Regions from separate parts of the Mus musculus genome. Here region 1 is linked to region 2. Evidence: chromatin contacts called from public Hi-C data. All regions are on one chromosome and are shown on one strand. The core of a region is the stretch at or near the end of the contact, and the rest is flanking DNA. Distances in the headings are between cores, read along the strand shown. Region 1 overlaps Ext1 (exostosin glycosyltransferase 1). Region 2 overlaps Ext1 (exostosin glycosyltransferase 1).

Evidence for each region. Hi-C and Micro-C count contacts between places; a contact is called where the count stands out from the background.
Region 1: a Hi-C map of neural progenitor cells shows a contact between it and region 2, with 1.5 times the contacts expected there. The contact joins two enhancer-like sites. A contact is called at or near these places in 1 of 15 datasets of contacts at CTCF or cohesin (the NIH/3T3 cell line), 9 of 484 Hi-C or Micro-C datasets (the N1E-115 cell line, the Patski cell line, adipose-derived mesenchymal stem cells and 5 more), 2 of 115 datasets of contacts at active chromatin or transcription factors (embryonic fibroblasts and embryonic stem cells) and 3 of 9 other capture datasets (adipose tissue, liver and pancreatic islet).

What each region holds. Positions count from the first base shown.
Region 1 is chr15:53,187,218-53,192,699 of GRCm38.p6, reverse strand. The region is part of intron 1 of Ext1 (exostosin glycosyltransferase 1); the gene reads left to right. Among named protein-coding and RNA genes, the nearest start is that of Ext1, 160 kb to the left of the region's middle. Within about 2 kb of position 3,914, at least 16 of the 459 cell types and tissues checked have an H3K27ac peak or open chromatin away from gene starts, as enhancers often do. A contact at or near this core is called in neural progenitor cells, where this site is marked.
Region 2 is chr15:53,137,696-53,143,655 of GRCm38.p6, reverse strand. All of the region lies in intron 1 of Ext1 (exostosin glycosyltransferase 1), which reads left to right. Among named protein-coding and RNA genes, the nearest start is that of Ext1, 210 kb to the left of the region's middle. Within about 2 kb of position 3,240, at least 117 of the 459 cell types and tissues checked have an H3K27ac peak or open chromatin away from gene starts, as enhancers often do. A contact at or near this core is called in neural progenitor cells, where this site is marked.

The DNA.
Region 1 (5,482 bases), core at 2,665-5,164, 48 kb before region 2:
ACAGAAGTAGTGCACAGCCAAATGGAGGCACAAGTGGGGTGGACTGACAGAGTTGGCAAACTCAACTGCTATCACTTTTCTCATATGCATAAATAATAAGTTGATGCTGTGAGGCTAGGGTTTCTACCTTGTGTTTTCACTTTTTTTTTAAAAGAAGGCCCTGAACATAGCACTGTGTTCTGTGTGTAAAGTTTATGGAAAGATCCATTTTGGAATAACGATGTTGTTATGATGAAGGTGTAAAATGTATCTGAACAGGCCGCTTCAATGCCAGGCCGGTTAGGAAGTCTGCAGGGGATTGAGGCTGAGAAAGGCTTATGCATAATCAAGCTTTTCTATGCCATGTTTGATGCAGGCTTTGGTTGGTTACTTCTTAGTCATTGGCTGTAAGCTGACCCTGGATAGAGGCAAAAAGAATTACCCAGGCATTTCCCTGTAAGTAGCACTAGAGGCCTTTGTTATAAGGAGAGTCAGTATTCAGGAGACCTTGTCAACCCGCAGTCAGTCACAGCAGCTTGGGTCTATTGCATTGCCCAGCAAAAGGGATCTGGGCAGTGTATACTTTCATTATGCCCACTGATTAAACTCCCACTGAGCCTTTAAGGCCCAAACAGGCCCTACCCTGGAGACTTTATCCCCAGACAAGAAAGCTTCTTTTTGAATTAGTGATGCTATCAATCTCTACTTCTTGGTGTCTCATTATAGGGTTGATCAAGACCTACTTTCCATCACCACAGATTGGCTTAATGTCTGATTCCCTGCTATACTAATGAGTTTCTTGAAGGCATAGCAAGTTTTAATTCACCTTTAAACAGCTACTCCCCAGACCCCAGGGCTGTTCCGGTGTAGCTGTTTAGGAAAGGTTCTTTGACTTGAAATGAGCTACAACATCCTTCTAGGCTCCTAATGCTTTGCTCTTAGAGATTACTGCCCAAGCCTTTTCTTTCTGGGGTATCTGTTCTAGCATCCTGCTCAGCCTGCTTCTCTTTCCTCGACAGAATTTTTTTTACAATGGACTCCCTAGATGCTCTCTGTCTATAACTTACATCCACCCACTCTGTAGAATGGGGCTACCCTACTGTAGCTCCCCAGTGAGTCTCGGCAGATAGATGCCCTGTTGTGCCACCTCTATGGTCTGCACCTTAGGGAAAATGAGCAAACATCATTTTCTCCATAATAGTCTGGCTCCTCTCAGGATCTGGAAAGTTCCGGCTATATCAGCGAATGCCTTGATTTATCACGATTATAAAAATTGTTTTGAGGAAAGCTTGAACATGGTCAGTAGACTCAAGAATCATTTCTGGGCCTGAAAAGGATGAGCGCTTCCTAGTGTGGACTGAATGTTGTAGTTACAACCCACTAGTCAAATAGAAATAGTTATTTATGTATTTATGTACTAAATGCAATTTTGTTTCTTCTGGTTGGGGCAACATGAATAAGATTTGGCTTTCTTTGTATTTAAGGAATTTATAATCAAGGGAAGAAAATGGACTTGACTGATATATACCTAACTTATACTCATCAAAGGAGTAATGTGATGTATACCAGAAGGAAAGTGTGTACCAGCTTAGAATTGAATTCTACACAACAACAATCACCAGACACCTGAAGCTAGAGAGCCCTGTGCCAAATTGCAGCTATATCATTTATCAGTTGTGAAACTTTGAGCAATAATTTTTTATTCAGTTTTAATATTTTGATCTGTTAGATGGAAATAGTCCATACCTAACAGTGTTGTGAACCTTCTGTAAGAGGATCTTCATAAAACACAACTTGATGGATGTTAACAGTTGTGATGAATGTGACTGGCTGTAAGCAGACCAGTTCTTGCACAGGTAAAAAGGTCCTGGTGCAGGTGGCATTTGAGTGGAGCTTTGAATTTTCACATTTAGTGCATAGAAACAGATGGGGAAAAAAAAGGGGATAAAACCTTGCATGCTTTCTAAAGGAGATAGAATATAGTATGTGCTCCCTGGAATGTATTGATCAGAGCTTGATAAATGTTCAGTTCCTACAGACATATGGTGGAGTTGGGTTTGGAGAGATGTCTCAGCAGTCAAGAGTGCTCGCTTCTCTTGCAGATGTCTCTTCATTCCCAGCATCCATTGCAGGCAGCTCACAACAGCCTCTAACTTCAGCTCCAGGAGATCCAGTGCCCTCTTCTGGCCTTTCTGGGCACTTGAATACACATAGCATATGTTCATGTAGGCACACATATGCATCCATAAATAAAGTAAAATATTTAGAAACAGAAACATATGGCAAGGTGAGTGCTAAAAATATTGAGTGCTAAAAAAGGTTTCCTGAAATTTTTTGATCCATAGAATTTGTGTGTGTATTCCCATTCATCTGTGTGCTAATACTTGTTCATCTTAAGGAATGTCAGAGGACACTGGGGTCAAGCATACCTTGAATTAAAATAGTTACAAGTATAGTGAGTTTAACTTAGAGATCACCCTAAAGAAAAGTTGCTTCTCTAGCCTGTTTTTTAAAGCTATATTATATTTTTAAATTATGTGTTGTATGTGTATGTTCGCTCTCTCTCTCTCTCTCTGTGTGTGTGTGTGTGTGTGTGTGTGTGTATTTGCCTGTGAGTACAGGTATCTGTGGAGGCCTGGAGAGGAAGTTGGATCCCTTGGAGTTGGTTTTGAGCTACCCAGCATGGATGTTGGGAACCAAACTTGTCTACTCTAAGTGGTATATGATCTTTATCTCTGAGCCATTTCTCAGACCTTGTGATTTTGATAGTTCCACATGAAGATGGTATTATGTTCTATGTTGTAGATTTGGAAACTATCTGTGATCCTGGGAACATTCTCTAAGCTAAAAAGACATAATTGTTTTAAATTTAAGTAGTTCAGGTCTCTCAGGGTTACCATAATGCATAGGATAGCAATCAAGAATCAACTTGAGGTCTCCACAGAGGAGTGTATGGAAGTAAAACGTTGAATTCAGATCCTTACTAGAGGCAGGAGGTGGTTTTTGTTTGTTTTTTGTTTTTGTTTTTGTTTTGTTTTGGCTTCTGGTTGGTTCCAAAATGTAGACCTATAAAACTATATGTTCATTTTGCTCAATATTGTTTTAGTGGGTGTTCAGAACAACTAAGTCAAAAACAACAAACAAACAAAAAACAAACAAACAAAAAACCTGTGTCCTAGTGGAGTGCTCTGCAAATTGTTAGATTGAGGTTGAGGTTGGAGTCTATACTGCTGTACTGGCAATTTTTTGTCAACCTGACACTATTTAGAGAGTCATCAAAGAAGAGGGACATCAAATGGGGAAAATGCCTCTATAAGATTGGCTATAGGCAAGCCTTTAGGATGTTATCTTAGTTAGTGATTGATGGGGGAGGATCCAGCCCATTGTGGGTGGTGCCATCCCTAGGTAGGTGGTCCTGGGTTCTATAAGAGAGCAGGCTGAGCCAGGTACAAGCAAAGAGCCAGTGAGCAGCACCCCTCTGTGTCCTCTGCTTCAGTTCCTGCCTTCAGGTTCCTACTCTGCTTGAGTTCCTGTCTATCTTTCATTGTGATGAATAGTGTGGAAGCACAAGCCATTTCCTCCTCAACTTGCCTTTTTTTTTTTTTTTTTTTTTTTTTTTGGTCATGGTGTTTCATAACACCAATAATAACCCTAAGAGCAAGCCACAGGAAACATTTGTAAGTACCAGGCCCTTTTAATAAACCGGAAACCCCAAGCCAGTTGTGTGTGCATGCTTCCTTGCTCTTTCTTTGAATCTTGGGCTCTCTGCATAGTGTACAACAGTCTTCTTGCTAGCCTCATATTTTAAGCACTAAAGAAATGCCCTGAAGTGCATTGAATACAGAAAGAAACCTAGCCTTTACTATGTCTGGTGGGCTAATGACAAGAGCCCTCTTTGTGTCTTGTTTCCTGGCTTTCAGCCAGCACTTTTGCTTTGTGGGATGGCTGTCTTCAAGCATGCAGAGATGAGCATCCATCAAGGAGGGGACAGCATAAAGAAACACAGACTTCATCAAGCCGTCCGCTTCAGCAATATTCCATTTGAATTGAATCAGGGCCAAGGGCAGGCACGCAGTGGAGTATCTGTGTGGAAGCTGACATTTTAATGATTTGATTAGTTTAGGAAGAATGTTTTTATGGGTTGTGTCATCAATTATTTGAAGTCCTAAGTGAAGTTGTTATATTATGATGAACTTCTTTTACCTACCTCTCCTGGGGACTTGTGCTGAGATTTCAGCCCAGGACCCTATGGGTAATCTCATGCAATCCTCTTAAAGAAACAGTGTTTAATGACTAAAGCTGTTAATCATATTAAATACATGCAGCCACCCTGGGGAAAAACGCCAAACAAGCATAAATCTACAAAAGGTTTTTGAGTGAGCTAAGCAGGGTACTTCCTCAGGGTGGGATGCTAGACGCCAGGATTGTGTTGGAGGGAGGGAGGGAGGGAGGGAGGGAGGGAGGGAGGGAGGGAGGGAGGGAGGGATGAAGAGAAAGGAGGGAAGGAGGGAGTAGTTGAAATAGTAGTCACCTGACTACGAGGATGACCTAGTACTTAGAGTGTGGCTGCTCCAAGCTATTCGTAGAATATGTCCATCATAGAAGATGTCTGACACACAGTAGCTTAAACTGTAGCTGAAACAAGGGGGGTAGGCTGGTTTACATAGTAGGTACTATGTGACATTTTGTTGATAGTCAGCCATTTGTTGGTATTAGAATATCAAGGTTTGATTCTTTTGGTTTTTCTCTAGTTTGTTTGTTTGTTTGTTTAGTGATGCTTGATTTATAAGAATAACAGGTGCAGCCAAACTTTGCAACCAGTGAGTGTTTTTTGTGCCTTGTGAGATGCCATACAAGGGAGAGATGGGATCTGGAGGTTTTAGAGCCATACATTGTCTGAGATTCTAAGAATAGACACAGAGACCGTCCTTACAATCCAGAAATAGGGAGGGGACTTCTGGTGCACGGGACTTCCTCCTACCCGTGACCTGCTTTTTTTCCTTTAAACAATTTTCAGTGGAGTATGTTGACAAGTCATACTTTGTGAGTGTAGACTGGACATTTTACAAAGGTGCAAGACTCATCCCTTGTCATCAGTCTGGAGAATCTGAAGTAGACAAGAGCTTGGCAGATTCAACCAACAACAGACAGGCCAGCCTGCAGGGAGGAGGTAAGTAAATGAAAGGATATTAAAAAGGTTAGGATTGCATTCTAATTGGGTATCTTTGAGCACATAACTCTGCTTCTCTGGGTCTTAAACGCCAGCTCATGGCTTCACATTAGATCTTGGTTGTCTATGGAAGTAAATCCAATCATTCTTCAATTTTTATCTTGGCGATGATTTTACCAACAGTCACAAAGTGGGTTTTGGGTTATCTTGATGCTGCAAAGCCTGAGCAAAGCTGTGGATGTCTTAACTTTGTATATGGCATTATAATTAGTCCCTGTCCAAACCCAGCTCAGGGAGTCAGGAAGATCATCGCAGTTGATAGGAAAATGGAAC
Region 2 (5,960 bases), core at 1,991-4,490:
GGAGGTGAGTGTGGGTTTTTAAAAATTTTTCATTTATTTATTTATTTATTTATTTATTTTAATTTATTTTTCAAGACAGGGTTTCTCTTATAACCCTGGCTGTCCTGGAACTCACTCTGTATACAAGGCTGGCTTCAAACTCAGAAATCCGCCTGCTTCTGCCTCCCAAGTGCTGGGATTAAAGGCGTGCATGCGACACCACGCCTGGCCTAGGTGTGGGGTTTTTTTTTTTTTGTTGTTGTTGTTTCCATTCAGTTTTCCAGAGTTATCTTCAACCACAAAGTCACTGCCAGCCTTTGGGAGGTGGAAGACACACTGTCCAATTGACATTTTCTGTTTCTGTTTCAAGATAAACAGTGACCTGGGCTTGTAGAGACTGGCTGGCTTGGATGTGTTTGCAGTTCCCCAGTCGAGTCTTCATAGCAGTATGAGTTGCTTTGTGATGGATAACCAATCATTGCCTTACAACTGGCTTCAGTTCTGAAACCGCATGTATTTGGAACTCTGAGACTCAAGTAGCCTGACTTATATGTCACTATGACAGAGTCAACACGCATGACCTTTTCTGTGAGGCTGTGATGCAATAGCTTTTAAATGGGTGGTAAGTGCTGGCCGGCCCTACTTTCAAAACCGAGAGTCATTCATGAATTCATTCATTCCCCTACTACATAGGGAGCCACGGTATAAACTAGGCAGTGCTCCAGAGTGGGAGATGGAGCAATGAACTGCATCCTGAGTCACAAGCTTTATTTCTTTGAAGTGCCAGATAACATTTTACACCCTGTAGGCTTTAGTGTACCTAATGTAGCTATTGCACTCAGCTGGGGTTTGCACAAAAGCAGATAGAACAACAATAAAGGGAAGGTTGCTGAATTCCAATGGAAGTTGATTTATAAAAGCAGGTAGCCCATGGAGCACAGGTTACCACCCCTGCATCAGAGCACGGCCTGCTCTGGCTGAGTGAACATTGTCATCATCTACACGGAATTGTCACCAGGTATTTATGTTTCTTATGAGAATATGTGCTCCTAAACAACACCTCATTCAAAATAAGAATCAGTCAGTGCAGTTGAAAGCTTAGGTTCTTCAAAGGGAAGAATCATAAGTGGGGGCTGGGACGATAGCCCACTGGGTAAAGTGCTTGCCTTGCAAGCGTAAGCATCTGAGTTTGATCCCCAGAACCCACAAAACATAAAACTTACTGTAGTGGCGTGCACTCTTGCAAAACCAGAGCCAAAGAAGAGACAGGGGGTTGTCTGGGGCTGGCTGCCCATCAAGCCGGGCCCACTTGGTGAGCTCCAGGCCAGTGAGATACTTAACTTCACAAACAAGGGGAAGGGCCTACTGAGTCATAACTGCCAACGCTGACCTCTGGCCTCCAAATGCACGCACACACACAAACACAGACATTCTACTACGTCTATACAGAAACATACATGCACGGCAGTAAAGTCAACAAAAAGTTGACATCAATATATCATGAACGCGTATTCTGATATATTTTAAAACTTGTGCCTGGGTCATTGTTTACTAATTGTGGGCTGTATTTTCTAGGTCTTAAACATTCACAGGAAAGCTCCTATAGCTCTAGCTTTTGATGAATTGACCATACCTTTCGAGCCATGAAGGCAATATGAAAAGCTGTCACTAACTAGAACACTCTGTCCCTTCATCTACAAGCTCCATCAATAATTTAAAGGAACAACTTATTCATGAATTCCGTCAGGTCAGCATATTAGTCATGGATCTGCCTTTGGCGAGCCAGCGAGGTGGCCATTCATTGCTCTGATGGCTTTGGCATGTTGATTTGGGGCAAATGAAGCTGATGTGGTATGCACTAGTCTAGGTACAGGTTGTCACTTAAAAGCCTCGTTAGGTGAATGGCTGGATGCCTCCGGAGAGGCGTTCTTACTAGTACAGTATTGCTAGTTGTTTGCATTATAGTAGTTATCAAAAGTTCCTGGCCAGTGAGGGGATTCATTTCTGATTCTGTTTAAAATACCTCAGGAACCAATTCTGTGCTTACAAAGTTCCCCTAACATTTTGTTTGTAAACTAATGTGAGTTTCCAAATATGTAGAAGTCTGGAAAGAATTATCTGATGGACATCGGTAGGGCTTAGGGATTTTGAATCCTAAGCAGGTGGGTAGCTGTTTCAAAGTAATAAGAGAATATCACCTCTGGCCTTTTTAGGAGTATGAGTCTTTAGGAGTGGCCAGAAACTAAACCAGATCAGTTATCTATTGGGTCTCCTTCCCTCTATGCACCCCTCCACTTACTTCTCTTGTCTTCCATTTCCTTTGAGATGTAATCTCAGTATATTACCCAGGCTGATACAACTGTCTTCTGCTCCTAAGCTCAGTTTGCCTCCGTTTCCTGAGTATTTAGGATTATAAGTGTGTATCACCACAGCAGACTCTTATTTTTTGGGAAAACCCCATAAATATTGCACCACGCTGTTGCCCTTGTTCTTCCTTACTTCCAGGAAGTAGAGAAAGAGAAAGAGAAAGAGAAGCAGTGAGGAGAAGGGAAGGAACTCTTTCAGGGGTCTGTAGGATCACTTAGCGAGTCATGATTCCTGCTCTCAAGCCCAGGAAGCTGAGTTCTATCTGTAGCATCCACATCTGTAGCATCCACATCTGTAACATCCACATCTGTAGCATCCACATGGTGGAAGGAGAGAAGTAACTGGTTCAGGTTGTCCTCTGCCCTCTAACACACACACTGTAGTACACACACGCACTCCCACCTACATACACACATAGTAATAAATGAAATATAATTTAAAAAAAACTGTCTCAAAAGGCTGAAGTTGACCCCAAACATCCTGTGTAGCTGGGACTGGCCTTCAATTCCTGATTCTTCTTTTGTCTCCAGCCCCTTAGTGCTAAGTAAGATTAAGGGAATGGGCCACCATGTCTGGCTTTCAACTTTTTTTTTTTTTTTTAAGAGTCACTCTGCTGTCGACTAGTTTTCCTTACTGTTGCAGGCTCACCCTGGCCTCCCTTTACAGGAAGCAAAATCATCACCAGTAATTGCTGCAAGAGGGTTTAGACAGGACTGGTGTTTCCCACATGTTGCTAAGAAACAGAGCCCTCAGATGCCCTTTAGAACTGCGGAGGTCTGTCTTTCTAGTGGTCTAATTCTGCTTACTTACTTCGTAGCAAAGCTTCCAGTGTCTTTTGTTCTCTCCGACTACTTCCTCCCACTAGCCAACCCCAAGTACCATACGGATGTCAGGAAGCCTGTGCTGGCCAGAGCAGGAGACAGGCCCTTCCTTCCACGATGCAGGCTCTCTAGCTGCTGAACTTCTGGAAAGAATGATTGAGGGTTGGAAGAAACCGTTTGACATCCAACCGCAAAGGGAAAAATTAGTCCTGTGACCCTCTCTGGTTCTGTTTCATTCTGCATCCTGCGTACTTTATGAGGAACAACAGCCATGGGAACGGGAGTTATATTTCTCTTTAGAAGATTCGGTCACAATTTAATGGTGATCACAAGTCTGGAGGAAAGACAGGGTTGGAAGTCCTAACTGTACTTTCTTTTAGCTGCTGTCTAAGTTCTGAAAAATGCTACAGCCATTCATCCGCCGTGTTTAATTTCCCATCCCCCAACTCAGGACAGAACATATTCTTACACTGTTGACTTCTGCTGTTTTCCTGCTCTAGCCTATGCTCGGTGAGATGAAGCCAACTGCCCCACTTTGTAAGAAAGTCTTGAAGAAGCATTACGCTCCATTCTCCTTGCTGTTCCCTCTGCCATGAAAGCAATTATATTCTAGAGGCAAGGAAGGTATTGTGTTGCCTGGGTCCCATGGAAAGCATGCAGACTATAGCACTCAATATAACTCTATGACTGTGAGATAGTGGCTCATTTGTTACTGCAGCTTACGTTAACCCAAACGGACTAGCATACCATGTGCATCACACTGCCATGCTAATATTTCTCAGGTTTAGCACTAGAATCATTAAATGGTGTAAAACACCATTCCCTGCCGAGTTTGTCCGCAGATTGGTATTTAGAAAACAGTTTTCCAAAAGGAGGGTTGATTGTGTTCTAGTACTATCCTGAAGGTGAAGACTTACTAGACGCCTGTATCTTAATAAATGCATCGAATCCTGCAGGAAACCAACATTGTTGTATTCTGTGACCTGAACCTCGCCTTTGGCGTAACCCACCAAGCCCTCCCACTCATTGGCTCAGTTCCTCTGTATTGTCATAGTTAGGCCGGTTTTAAGAAGCAGTACTAAAGAACTTCCCACTGAGACATTTCAACACAGAGAGGCTTTCTGATCTCTTTAAAATAAAATGGTTAAAAAAGGTCCCGTGGGAAGAGTTTTCCTCCTTAAGCAGACTCCTGTGGAAGTGTTTACATTTGGATTGGGGGTCTAATTATTGTTTTTCCCACCACAGATCTACCATAGTTGCATCATAGTGCAAGGGTCAGTTTTGTGGGTCACACCCACCAGTGCTCACTGGGCTCATGACCGTCACTCACTTCCCTTCCCATCGCTGGGGCTTTTCCTGGGTAGTGCTCTAACTTCTTAGCCGTCCCTACATCTGTTTCATCATTCATGGTGTGACCTTCCTTTGGGAGGCCAACAAAATCTTAGCAAGTCCAGCAACCCTGGCCTCGGGTTACTGAAGTCATGTAGGACAGAGGTGAGCCCACAAAGGGAAAGTCTTGAGCAAATGCAACAACAAAAGCTATAATTAAAATCTAAGGTCTCCGAGACACTTAGTCATTAGAGCTGGAATGCCCAAGTATTGTAACATGTTCCAGCATCATGGTTAGTTCTGTGTCCAAACCAGTGACTACTTTTAGAAACATCCGCTCCAGATGACCATATAGTTTTTCTGTTTTTCTGTTGTCCTCTTTCCCAAAGACAGGGAGATCCAATGTCTATGAATGCTTGTGGCGTCTGTATGTAAATTTGGTTGTTAACTTCTTTTTTTGTCATGATTTTAGCACCTTAGAAGGATACCTATGACATTGCTCAGCAAGTTTTTGTGCAATGAAGAATGGATGGCAAACAGAAAAAAAAAAGTTACTGTTTAATTTTGCATCAGCCTTTAATACTTTACTGTTAGCGTTGTGTCTTATTAGGAAAAGGACGAAGAGAAAGCCCAAGTTATGATCTTTTACAATGAGATGCACTACATCGCTTATATTTTTACTGCTATTTACATATTTTGTTTTGAGGTATATTGTTCATCCAGGCTTCTCTGTATAGCTCGGGCTGGCCTTGAATTTAGTGTGTAGGTAAGGTTGATCTTGGACTCCTGATCCCCTCACTTCCTTAATGCCAGGATTATAGAACAAAAGCCCATGGCTACTGTGCCTAGCTTCCTATATATTTACTTCTGTTATCGGGGAGGAAAGTCTTTTTAAGAAATAGCGGGGGCTGGTGAGATGGCTCAATGGGTAAGAGCACCCGACTGTTCTTCCGAAGGTCCAGAGTTCAAATCCCAGCAACCACATGGTGGCTCACAACCATCTGTAACAAGATCTGACGCCCTCTTCTGGAGTGTCTGAAGACAGCTACAGTGTACTTACATATAATAAATAAATAAATCTTTAAAAAAAAAAAAAAGAAATAGCAATTTGGGGCTGGGAGGGTGCTCCATATGTAGGAGCATCTGAACCATTGTTGCATTGCCAGCATCTGTACACCGCCGCTCACAGCCAACAGTAAGCTCTGATGCCAGTGCTCTCTTCTGGTCTCACACTTAGCACTTGGCCCTTACATGGTGCCGAGTTATATACATACACTCAGACATGATATTCTTACACGTAAAATCAAAATAAATTATTTCTTAAAAAAAAAAAAAAGACAGAAAACACCACAATACCAAACCCTACTTATCAACAAAGACCAAAAGGGTGGCATATTTTTTAAGCACTTTCCTAAGATTCTGTCATAAATCTTTGGTCTGGAGTGAAATCTATTTTAAAATAAC